2 separate regions of the Triticum aestivum genome follow, and region 1 is linked to region 2. A link is a contact called in public Hi-C data. All regions are on one chromosome and are shown on one strand. The core of a region is the stretch at or near the end of the contact, and the rest is flanking DNA. Distances in the headings are between cores, read along the strand shown. Region 1 has its middle 43 kb from the start of LOC123072055. Region 2 holds the start of LOC123072055 (transcription factor TCP20).

Region 1 (2,958 bases), core at 52-2,551, 44 kb before region 2:
AAGAAGCAAACAAAAGGTAGAATAAGGAAAAATGAAGAAAAAAGGAAAAGAAAGAAAAAACCAGGAAAGAAACTAAGAAAAGTAAAGAAAACAAAGGAAAGTAAAAAAATCAGGGAAATGAATAAAGAAATGAAAAAATGATGAAATCAATAAACAGGAGAAACACAGATAACCGAAAACAATAAAAGAAATAGAGAAAACCGAAAGAAAAAGAAAAAGGAAAAAAGGAAAAAAACGAAGTGAACGCATCAAACTTAGCGAGAGGACGAACATGATGGCCCAATACTGTAGGGTTTAGGGAAAAGCTTCAGACGAGATGGTTGATATTCTTGCCATAAGCGAGATATAGTTGTCGTGGTTCAGATCAATGCCCTCACACCTTCGCATTGGCTCACTATATTTCGGCGAATCCAACTTGGCGCTGCACGCACTGGTTAGTAGAAAGAGTAATAACCGCTCTATATTTCTGCTAAACGGTTCCTGCTGCCGCGTCTACTGTGCCCGGCCCATTTCTATTTTTGTTCCTTTTTCCAGAAAGGTAAAAAAGGCGCAGGCACATGGGTTCAAACCCGTGACGCCTTCATTGCGAGGGCTATTCTCGAACCACCAGGCTATCTCCTCGCTCGTGCAAACGTACTTTGCTTCTTTCTTTTATTTAGTTCTTCAGTTTTTTGTTTTTCTATCTTTTACTGTTCATTCTTTTTTGTTTTCTTTAATGCGCATTTTTTTCAATTTTTGTGAATCTTTTTTCGAAATTTATGAATGTTTTAAATTAGATTATTTATAAAAACATTGGTGAACTTTTTTCAATATTGATAATTTTTCCAAATTTGATGAACATTTTTCAAATTTGATGAACATTTTTCAAATTTGATGAACTTTTTTTCAAAATCAATAAAAGAATTACGTTTAATGAATTTTTAAAATTTGATGAATTTTTTTTTAATTCGATGATGTTTTAAAATCGGATCAACTTTTTAAAATTTCAACTTTTTTCTAATTCATTATTTCTAAAAAGTTGGTTCGATTTTTTTTCCAGAAAATCACTTTCGTTTTTCTGAAATGTATGTGCAAGAAATAGCACGGCTTCGAACATTTCACGCTGTAATCATTGAATAGTTCCTTGTAGCTCGAGTTGTAAGGCACTGTGCACTGTAAAGAATCGGTGCGAATCCTCAGCGGAGCAAAAAATTTGGAGGTTTTTCGCGCTACAATTCTCCTGCGTGTGCCTGGGCTGGCCCACAAGGTGCGCTAGCGGGAGCTAGTTGAGTGAACCGGCACTCCCCTATATTTCTTCCAAGCCCACAGAAAAATATGACCCAGTCCCTCTCGTGGACGGCCCAGGTTATACGAGTTTCGGCCCGCTCCATGTGTACCCATCGCGCTCCCGTGAACGAGACGGACCCGGCGAAACGCGACGGCTGCCAAGATCCGCGTCGCGCCGCCTTGCCGCCGCGTTCGACGAGGGAGCTCGGGCACGCAAGATCCGCGCCGCGCAGCCTCGCCGCCTATAGAGAGTCTGATTCGGAGATGTGCGGGATGGGGGCCAGCGGCGCGGCAACGTCGTGGGCAGTGTGGCGGACGCGCACCTGTAGGACGACCCGGACGGCGCCGCCATCCCGGCGCTCCTCGACTCCGGCTTCGACGACGACAAGATCGACGCGCTCAAGCACCTTCTCGCTCTCATCTCTCGGGGCGTCGACGTCGCCCACACCTCCCCGCAGGTCCGGCTAGCGTCCCCCCTCCTCTCGTCTCGTCTCACGCAGTGGATTCAGGCGGCAGAATTGCGTCTGTGCTTGTTGCGCAGGCGGCCACGAACTTGGCAGTTTCAATCACAATCACCAGAGGAAAGCTGTCCGAAGTCATGGATCTTGTGTGGTTGCTTTTCTCTCTCTTCAACCTCCCATGTGGAGGCCTGCTGTGCGGTCTTAGGTCTTGATTTTAGCTGTGAGTAATCCTAGTCGAACATGATCTTGATTCTAGCTGTGAGTAATCCTAGTTGAACAGACATGACACGTTTGCGTTCAGGCAAACTATTTTGTGAGGAAGTCTGAAACCTGTACAATGCTTCTCCAGTGAAAAACTTCTGTCTGCGTCCAGCAGAAAGAAGTCCACGTAACCCCCCGAGGTTTCATGAAACGAACAATTTACTGCCCGAAGTCTAAAACCGGGTAAATAACCCCCTGATCTTTCCCAAACCAGGTGAATCACCCCCTCACACCTACTAGACTGGTTTTTCAAGCGGTTTTAGTTACTGGGCAGATTGCAGGTGCCAGGTCGGCACGGTTCCTGTCCTCCTCCGATCCTTCTGCCATCGCGCGTCGCGCCCAAACCACTCGTCGACCTCGTGGTAGCACCAACGAGCAGCCAACCACGAGGGAGCCAAACCCAGCATGGTACATGAAGTACCTTGTGTCGCATGATGTACTACTGTTGCGCCCACTCTGCGTGACCCCTCGCCTTCGTACTCTTCTTGAACCCCGGCGGGATGGCTTCTCGAGCTCCTTCCTCTGTAAAAAAATTGGTGCGTCAACCGGATGGCAAATTGGCAAGGCTCCCAGCTCCTAGCGGCGCACCAGCTCCTAAAGCAAGCACACGCGACTGCACCGTCATCGCCTTAGTCGCCTCTGCAGGCCTCGCCGGACGCGTTCACTTCGTCCTCAAGTCGACAATAGCTCGCACCTGCACCACATACCGAGCTCGCGCCCATGCCACCCGCGGCTCGGGGGCTGCCGCCGGCAGCTGACGACGTCCATCATTAGAGCTAATCACGATTAGAATAGTCATGTCCAACTTGTACATGGTGGCACGTACTTCTTGTGTGTACGTGTGTGCTCAGGAGAGAATCGATTCAACAGCAGTATATATGTACGTGTGTATTTTCTCCGGCGGAGCTTGAGTAGTTGAGTTCATGTGCCATCGGGACCTCGTGCCTACCTCCTCAAGTGCACGCGGCTC
Region 2 (2,848 bases), core at 186-2,685:
CTGCCCGCTGGCCCCGGCGGCGCCGCCGACCTGGTGGTAGAACTGGCTGAGCACCCCGATGTGGCCCTCCTGCGACAGGCCGAGCTCCAGCCCCGGTATGGCCGCGGCCGCGTGGCCGGCGAACATGGGCGCGAACCCGATGTGGCCACCCATGCCCCCCGCGCCGCCGCCCGGCAGCTCGATCCCGGCGGGGAGGCCAATCCGCTGCATGAGGCCGCCGATGCCCCCGCCGTCGGCGCCGGAGGAGTTCATGAAGCCGGCCTGCGAGAAGCCCGCGGAGGCCGGCGGCGGCCCCCACATGTGGTGGTGGTGGTGCGGGCGGCCGGCGAGCGCGGAGGTGGGCGAGGGGAGCGAGGGCGCGACGGAGGAGAGCGCGGACGCCGGTATGGTGCCCGTGCCGGTGGCGGCGACGATGGCCGGCTCGGCCTGCTGCAGCAGCCACTGCACGGTCTCGCCGTCGGACTTGTGGCCGAGCTCGCGCGTGAGCTGGAAGATCCGCGCGGCGCAGAGCGCCGGCATCCGGATCCGGCGCCCCCGGCCGTCCACCTTGGTGTGGCGGTCCTTGTTGGAGCTCCGCTTGGGCCCCAGCGCCTGCACCCTCCGGTCCCCCGCCGCCGCCGCCGCGGCCACCACCGCCTGCTGCTGCTGCTGCTGCTGCTGCTCCTTCCCCCCGCCCCCGCCCCCATCCTCCTGCTGCTGATGCACCTGGATTTGCAGGTGCTGCTGATGCGGCGGCTGCTGCTGCTCCTGCGCCGGCGGGTGGTGGTACTGCTCGCGATCCAGCTGCTGCTGCTGGTGGTGCTGCTGCTGGTGGTGCTGGGCGGGCGTGGAGGAGGGGGAGGAGGTGGTGGTGGTGGCCGTCGCCGCGGAGGTGGGCTCCGCTTTGTTTAGCGGTGGGGGAGGGGGGAACTTGGGGTCCATCTCCACACCCACACGCAAAACAACCACACCAACTTGCCGTCCGTCCCCCAAAATCAACAGCTTTCCTCCTCTCCTTCTTCGTCTTCCTCCTGCCAAATCGCCCTCCCCGCCTCCCTCCCCTTCCCCAAAAACCAGGCAAGAACAAGGGAGGAGGAGACCAATAATGGACCGCAGATGGCGATGGGGAGAGAAGAGAAGACGCCGAGGAGAGAGAGATAGGGGAGGGGGGAATAAGAAAATCTAGGGAAAGATAGATAGATAGATAGATACCACGCCCACTTTCTGGATTTACCGGACTTTCTTCCTCCCCTGCGATGTCTTTTCCTGCTGCTCCTCCTCCGCTGTCATTTCTTGGCTTTTTTAGCTTTTTTCAGCTTTGGTGTGTTGGGAGCTGCTAATCTTGTCCAGGGTTAGGGTTAGGATCTAGGCTAGTAACTTGAGTGATGAAGTGCTTTGGTGGAGTAGTAATTTTTACTGCCCTCTTTTGGAGTTCAAGCTGTGGTTGGTGGGGGTACAACTCAACTGAGTGAGGTGACTGAGACTGACTGAGGCAGGCGGGGTAAAATGGGGGAATGGTGGAAAGGGGGAGGAAAGCTGTCAGACAACAACTGCATTCAGGCATTTTGTTACATCCAACAACAGCTGCTATGCTGTAGTATTTGGAATACTACAGCCTGTGAGTCCTGGCACGTGGCTGCTTATATCTGTATTGCAGCCTACGATTTTTGTATCTCAAAGTTTTGGATTGCTCACTCGCAAAAAAAGGAAAGTTTTGGATTGCTCACTGGCAAAAAAAGAAAGTTTTGGATTGCTTTGAGAGAAATACAACATCACTTTTTATTTTATACTCCCTTGTCTCAAAATGCAACACGTTTTATGACACACATTTTGAGACACGCGTGGCACTGGCTAATTGTCCGTGTGTTGCAATGGAGCCATACATATTCTGTAGGTTCAACATTAATCGTGTGCAACATATACTTTAAACCCACCATATTCTAATGTAGAAAATGATTTGATTGGATTGAGTTAATGTAAAAGATTTGATTTTATTTGTTTGCTCATGTCTGGCATATAGCTATAATGGTTTGATTTGATTTGATTGCGTTAATGCAATTACATTGCATCTATCGTTGAAGGGGCTGCAAAAGATTTGATTTGATTGGATTTAGTTATTGCAACCTCTACATCGGGCGTACGACCACCAACTTTCGTTTAATAGTAGAGATTCATGTTGCAGATTTCAAACGAAACCGAATGTTACTCCATCTAAAGTTTTACCAGACAAACATCTGATTTATCTGCCAAAAAAAAATCTTAATTAAAAAAAGTTGTAGGGTCTCTCTCATTCAAAATATTTTCAAACAAAATTTAGAGGATTCAAATCCTTAGATTTAAGAATTCATTCACACAACATTTTGAAGGAAATTTAATTGTGCACTCAGACCTCTTGAAAATATCTATTGTTTTTCTGTGACACGGTCAAACAAATGAAAAACACAGTAGGATTTGAATGAGCTTGATGTATCTATTTTGCATCTTTAGAACGAACAAAAGATGCCCTAATAATATCTTAAACATCAAACTTGTATCATTATTTGGTTTACAAAAAATTACTTTCATAGCGTATATACCTTTTTCGTAAGATGATATGCCGTGACCTATAAACTTACATTCAGGATCAGATAAAGTATCAAAACACTAGTTTGTTGTTACTTAGAAACGCATCAATGGTCCAAGATGCTATATATCCACCTTGGGTCGTAGTATTATCTAAACTGTCATTATTTTTTATAAGCTATTTAATTGTTAGCGCAATCATTTGTTCTTGTTTCCGATATAGCTTGCCATTCATGTCGAAGGTAGCGCAATCATATATTAAAGGAAAAGTGTCACGCATTTTCTGTAGCATGCCATTTTTCATGCC

What was found. Hi-C and Micro-C count contacts between places; a contact is called where the count stands out from the background.
Region 1: a contact with region 2 is called in a Hi-C map of leaf, with 2.9 times the contacts expected there. The contact joins the enhancer-like site here to the promoter of LOC123072055 in region 2. A contact is called at or near these places in 3 of 5 Hi-C or Micro-C datasets (leaf and root).

The regions. Positions count from the first base shown.
Region 1 is chr3B:733,606,479-733,609,436 of IWGSC CS RefSeq v2.1, reverse strand. No RefSeq gene overlaps it. Among protein-coding and RNA genes, the nearest start is that of LOC123072055, 43 kb to the right of the region's middle. Within about 2 kb of position 1,301, at least 8 of the 8 cell types and tissues checked have an H3K27ac peak or open chromatin away from gene starts, as enhancers often do. A contact at or near this core is called in leaf and root, where this site is marked.
Region 2 is chr3B:733,563,184-733,566,031 of IWGSC CS RefSeq v2.1, reverse strand. LOC123072055 (transcription factor TCP20) reads right to left here and starts at 1,435. Exons shown (of 2, transcript XM_044495614.1): 1 at 1-1,435. The coding sequence starts at 921.